Linked DNA regions of Rattus norvegicus: region 1 is linked to region 2. Evidence: chromatin contacts called from public Hi-C data. All regions are on one chromosome and are shown on one strand. The core of a region is the stretch at or near the end of the contact, and the rest is flanking DNA. Distances in the headings are between cores, read along the strand shown.

What was found. Hi-C and Micro-C count contacts between places; a contact is called where the count stands out from the background.
Region 1: a Hi-C map of liver shows a contact between it and region 2, with 2.4 times the contacts expected there. The contact joins the enhancer-like site here to the promoter of Slc39a13 in region 2. A contact is called at or near these places in 9 of 12 Hi-C or Micro-C datasets (the A7r5 cell line, the Rat2 cell line, frontal cortex and 4 more) and 1 of 1 datasets of contacts at active chromatin or transcription factors (oligodendrocytes).

Annotation. Positions count from the first base shown.
Region 1 is chr3:97,541,191-97,544,147 of GRCr8, reverse strand. The region is part of intron 2 of Spi1 (Spi-1 proto-oncogene); the gene reads right to left. All of the region lies in intron 1 of LOC120101909 (a long non-coding RNA gene), which reads left to right. Among named protein-coding and RNA genes, the nearest start is that of Mybpc3, 8.4 kb to the left of the region's middle. Within about 2 kb of position 1,472, at least 4 of the 93 cell types and tissues checked have an H3K27ac peak or open chromatin away from gene starts, as enhancers often do. A contact at or near this core is called in liver, where this site is marked.
Region 2 is chr3:97,501,429-97,504,373 of GRCr8, reverse strand. Slc39a13 (solute carrier family 39 member 13) reads left to right here and starts at 1,330. Exons shown (of 10, transcript NM_001399258.1): 1 at 1,330-1,399; 2 at 2,841-2,945. The coding sequence starts at 2,849.

The DNA of each region.
Region 1 (2,957 bases), core at 223-2,722, 40 kb before region 2:
CTTTTGAGGTTTCAGCTTACATGCCTGGCTCTAGCTTTCTTGTCCTGCTAAGTGGTGTTGGGCTGTATGAGCCTAGACATTTTTTCCCCACTGAGTCTCTGACTCCCCTCTTAAAAGGTTGTTACCAAGACCCTGTCCATGTGCCATATTGTCTGAGCGATCTCTAGGGGACCCTGTGGCACAAAAGAAAAAGTGCACACCTTGGAGCTGCAGACAAACCCGGGATGCATTTACTGCTGCATGCTCCTAGACCTCAGTTTCCTCATCTGAGTGGGTCTAATAGTTTATACCCATTTTATTTATACACTGTGAGTGCATGAGCTATCTGATGCCTGGGGGAGTACTTAGAACAGAACATGGCACAAAAGAAGAACATTGACTCCTGTCACACTCATATTTGTCCTAAAAAGCCTGAGCTAGCACATCTGTAATTCCAATAATCAGAAAATAGAGGAAAGAACATCAAAGGCAAGCTAGGCACGCTGGCACATGTCTTTAATCCCAGAACTCCAGAAGCAGAGGCAGAGAGATCTCTGTGAGTTCAAGACCACCCTTGTCAACAGCACCCTCTTCTGGACTCCTAAAGCATACATGTGAACACACACACACACACACACACACACACACACACACAGACACACACACACACACACACACACACAGAGACAGAGACAGAGAGACACAAAGACACACAGAGACACACAGAGACAGAGACAAGTAAATAATAAAAAATATGTTTTTAAAAGTTTGAGGCTGGGTTGGGGATTTAGCTCAGTGGTAGAGCGCTTGCCTAGCAAGCGCAAGGCCCTGGGTTTGGTCCCCAGCTCCAAAAAAAAAGAACCAAAAAAAAAAAAAAAGTTTGAGGCTATCTTGGGCTAGAAAGCAGATCTTATCTTAAGACAAAAACAAAAAGCCTAGGGCTGGGGCTGGGGATTTAGCTCAGTGGTAGAGCGCTTACCTAGGAAGCGCAAGGCCCTGGGTTCGGTCCCCAGCTCCGAAAAAAAGAACCAAAAAAAAAAAAAAAAAGCCTAGGGCTGTATCACAATGGTAGAAGCACTTGTCTCTCATGCACAGGGTCCTGGTTTGAGCCCCAGAACTAAAGACAAAGGTCACTAAACCAGCAAGGACAGAATGGGGCTCTGTGATTTGGATTGCAGACACAGCTTCCTCTAGGTCACTGCCATTTATCTTTCCCTGCCTCTACCTCAGCCCACTCTGGCTCCAGAGACAGGAACTGTGAATGTTTGCGGTCCTCTAGGTGAGAGCTGAGGCCTCTGACCTAACTCTTTCTGGCCCCACCCCACCTCTGCTAGCTCTGAAGCCTAAAGTAGCATTTCCCAAAGCTGTCGTGGATGACAGTAGTGTGAGGCACTGTGGGGAAATGTGGGACCCTGCTCCCTGCTCGGTCTCCTGAAGGCGATGGCCAGGACTCCCTGAGCTACAATGGTTTCAAAACCTCACCTTTCCCCTTGATTTGGGTGCCCAGGCAATTACGTAACCAGCAGTCTGGTAGGCACACTCATCCCAAATATGGGGCTCCCAGAAAGAGCGTCCAAGAAATGATTCAGAGAGCAAAGGTCAGCCTTTCTGGCCTCCTGATCCTTATTTCTCCTGTCTTACTCTATAATCCAGGCTGGCCCAGAACCTATGGGTCATGTAGCCTAGGATAGCCTTTAGTTCATGGTGATTCTCTTGCTTCATTACAGAACCATCATGCTTGACTCTAGACAGCTCTCTTTTCTTTTCCTTTTTGTTCTGACATCGTCTTCCTTCCTTTCTTCCTCCCTCTATCTCTCTCTCCCTCTCTCCCTCCCCCTCCCTCCCCCTCCGTCCCCCCTTCCTCCTCTCTCTTCCCTCCCTCCCTCCCCTCTCTCTCCTGAGACAGGGTCTCATATAGCACAGGCTAGCCTTAGACTTGCTGTGTAGCAGAGCATGATCTTGAAGTCTTGATCCCCCTGTGTCCGCATCCCAAGTACCAGGATAACAGGCATGTGCCGTTGTACCCGGCTTGGCCAACTCTTAGTGAACGCAGCGCTTAACTGTTTTGTCCCTTTATTGTGCCACCTTGCCCTCTGCCTAGCGTCCACCCACATAGCATTAGTATAACTCTCAGTCCTTCAGAGGTTATTTGTATATCTGTGACAGTTCCATGTCCACTTTCTATATCCTGTAGGCATCCACCATGCAGAAGGCCTCAGTGCTTGACAGGATGACTGCTGCTAACTTACAACCTACCAGGCAACTCGCTAAGAATGCAGCCCACTTCTCTCTGCTCTGAGGAGACAGACGCTGGCGTGGACTCTTCCTTTTGACAGTGAAGGAAGCTGTGACTCTAACCAAGCACTTGGGAGGCAGAGGCAGGAGGATCTCTGCGGGTTTGAGGCCAGTTTGGTCTACATAGCAAGTTCCAGGGATGCATAGAGAGAGAACCTATCTCAAAATTTAAAAACAAAAGTCCAGTCCTTTGTCTACAGCGGCCCCCAGTCGTGTAGTGTCATGTCCAAGCCCACTTCTGTGTAATTCCAGGGACCTTTATTGTGCTTTAACTCTTACTATGCCATGCCAGCTCTCAGGATCTAGGCTACTGCTGTTAAGTAATGTAAGCTTTAAGTAAGACCTATGGTGACCCTGAGAGCCTCTCCTGATGCTCCCGTCCATCTGTCTGTACACACCCATCCATCCAACCATTATCCACCTATCTAGCTACCCATCACCTAACCTCCGTTTACCTATCAGTCATTTGTAACTCACTCAGCCACCCAGCCAAATAAGAGCCCATCTGTGACATGGTCTTAATAGGTTGGTCTCATGTGCTGAGATCACAAGTGGAAAACACTACAACTGCCAATCCTTTTGTCTTGATCTTTTTTTGTTCCCACCCACTCATCTGTGTTCTTACTTCGTTGTAAGAAGGACAAGAAACAAGGCGATATTAAGATTAAAAACACCAAGCCTTA
Region 2 (2,945 bases), core at 81-2,580:
ACACACACAAATGAGGTAAGTGAGGGAGGAAGCAGCTGTGAAGTGGGAGTTCAGGCTGCTCTCAGAGCACCCAGAAGGAAAAAGGGACCATAGAGAGATTCAGTGGGAGGTGAGGACTAATGAGACACAGAATCTTTTCTTTTCTTTTCTTTTCTTTTCTTTTTTTTTTTTTTTCCGGGGCTGGGGACCGAACCCAGGGCCTTGGGCTTGCTAGGCAAGTGCTCTACCACTGGACACAGAATCTTTTACAGTCTGCCCAAGGGAGTACTCATTGGCCTCTGTTAAATGTCTTCCATGTCAGTTGCTAGCGGATTCCCAGAAAAGGATGCAAACCTCAAAAGGGGTATGTTAGGCCACATTCACACCTGTGTTCAAGCTTAGACCTGAAGTGGCTACCACATGACCTAGGTAGAGGTACATCCAAGTTGAATTCCGGCTCTGCCATTTGCGTGGCAGTCTGTCAGTCGGCCCTCACCTGAAGGATAAAATGATTTGGTGAGGTAACACTACTAAAGAGATGGTCAGTAAAAGGCTACACTACATCAGGGAACTGAATTATTATTGCCATTAATGGCTCCACTAGTCTAAGAGTTCAGGCCCAGCTTGTGTCAGGTTAAGAGAACACAAAGTCCTTTGTATCCTGGCTTGGAATTCCAGGGCACAGGGTCTAGAAATATGTATTGGGCCTCAAAGGGTTACTAAGGTCCTGGAGATAGTGGCCTGAGGTTCCAAGTAAAAAACCAAAGCATAAAAATAATTCGATGAGTAAGAATAAAATTCCCTCTTCTGAGGTACCCGGGGCCAGGCCCCTCCTTGCGGCAGGCAAGCACTTCCCCTTTCCCTAGCTCATGGAGGAGCCAGGCCCGCTGACTCAGAGGAGAACCACAGCCCTGCTCTTATCCCGAGACGGAGCGGTTTGGCAGCCACGCACGCCCCCGTGTGGCCACTGCCGGCACTGCATTCTCAGAAGGAAGGCAGCAGCCATACTCAAGTCCCGCCGCCCCGTTGATCCCGGTCCCCGCATGGGTGCCGCCCTCAACCTAGTTTAGCTTGGCTAAAAGCGATGCCCATGAGGGTACCCACTTCCGTCCTACCCTCCCCGCAGCCCCATAATCCGGCCCGAGCGGAAGTGCGCTGACCGCGCGGGTCCCCCACGGCAAGAGGCGGAAGCGCCCCCCCCGCGTCGCTCCGTCTAGCCCCCCGGAGCCGGGCGCGTCAGGTTCCGGACTGTCCCTGTGACGTGGCTGCACGCCGGGGGTAGCTCCGGACTGGGGGCCTAGTGGCGGGGCCAGGCGAGGCAGAGCCGGGGCGGGGCGCAAGACTGCAGCTGGATGGCCCGGCCCGCCCGGAGCGCTGCATCTGCTGCCGCTGCCACCTCTGCCACCTCTGCCGCTGCACGGTGAGTGGTCGCTGGACCCTCAGGCCGGCGTCCGGGGAGGGATGGACCGTGTCAATTCCCAAACCTGTCGCCACTCAGAGTTTAGGAGTCGAACTTGCCTGCTTTTTTGGCTCTTTACCTCTGTCGTCCCATACGCTGCCCCCTCAGCCCTCCCTGCTGCCCCGCTTCTTGCCTTCTCCTACCAGACATTCTAGCTCGCTTTATTAACTCTCCTTTCTCTTGCTTTTTCTTTTCTCTCCATACCCCATACCTCTCTGCTAAACCTGTGGTCCCCCTTGCCTCTGCATGACCTGCCAAGGACTTGGCCTGGCTAGGGCCTGCCTTGGTACCAATGAAACTTTGCTCTGTGTGTGTGTGTGTGTGTGTGTGTGTGTGTGTGTGTGTGTGTGTGTGTGTGATGGTGTTGGCAGTGGCAGCCAGGGGTAGGGGTGGGAGTGGGGTCACTAATTATGGCCTGAAGGTCCCAGACGTAGGCTTGTAGCCCACCAGCCAGAGGCAGATGAATTCTCTCTTCACATCCATTAGCAAATGAGGAAACTGAGGCAGGTTCAAGGTCACAGCCAGTGTAAGATGGGACAGACCACATTTTAAACTTTCCAGATTGAACTTCTTGCTTGGTTGACTCACATCCCCATCCGGAGATCCGTCTGCGGTGCACATTCCTTGTGGGAGTGCTTCAGGCCTCCCCTGGCATTCAGAGGACTTGCATTAGCTCCTCCATGCCAGCACTGCCTGCACTGTGAAGCTCACCTCTGTTCGGGAGGCAGTACCTCAGCCGCTCCCTGACAGGATGCTGACGCTCAGGCTCAAAAGGGACTACAGGAGTTACCCACAGTCAAACAGTAAGCAAGCTAGAGTATCAAATTAGTTAGCCGTAAGTCACCATAGCCTCTGGCTCTGGCATCTGTGAGGCATCTCTTCCCTTTAGCACCACCTCTGTCTCTTGGTGCCCAAGAACAAGAAGATCATTTAGGAGGAAGAGATTTGGACCATGACTCAGTTTCCCCACCTGTGTTTCTTAGTACCACCCATCAAGCTAGACAGTGCTGGCCTTAGACCCTGGGGTGTCTTCGCAGGCACAATCTGGCACACAAGCCTCTCCTGGCAGCTAGAGGCACCCAGCAGGGATGGTCCCTCCTCCTCCGGTGGCTGAAGGAGACCTGCCAGTGCCTCACCCAGTCATTAAGGAAAGTTTGGCCTCAGGCGGACACATTGACACATAGGCTGGAGCCAGCTCAGAAGGAAAAAATGTGTGGTTCTTGGGAGAAGTATGAAGGGGCAGAGGGTGCTCTGTGCACCCACCCTTGGGATTGTTTCCTCTGCAGAGCGAGCAGGAGTGTGATGCCATGGTCAGTTGAGAGCGGGAAGAACTGCTGTGCTTCCTAAGTGGGGTGTGTGGTCCAGGGAGGCAGCTCACATGAGCAATCTTTGTGTTTTCTAGTGCCCGGCATGCCTGGATGTCCCTGCCCTGGCTGTGGTATGGCAGGCCAGAGGCTCCTCTTCCTCACTGTCCTTGCCCTGGAGCTCCTGGAAAGGGCTGGAGGTT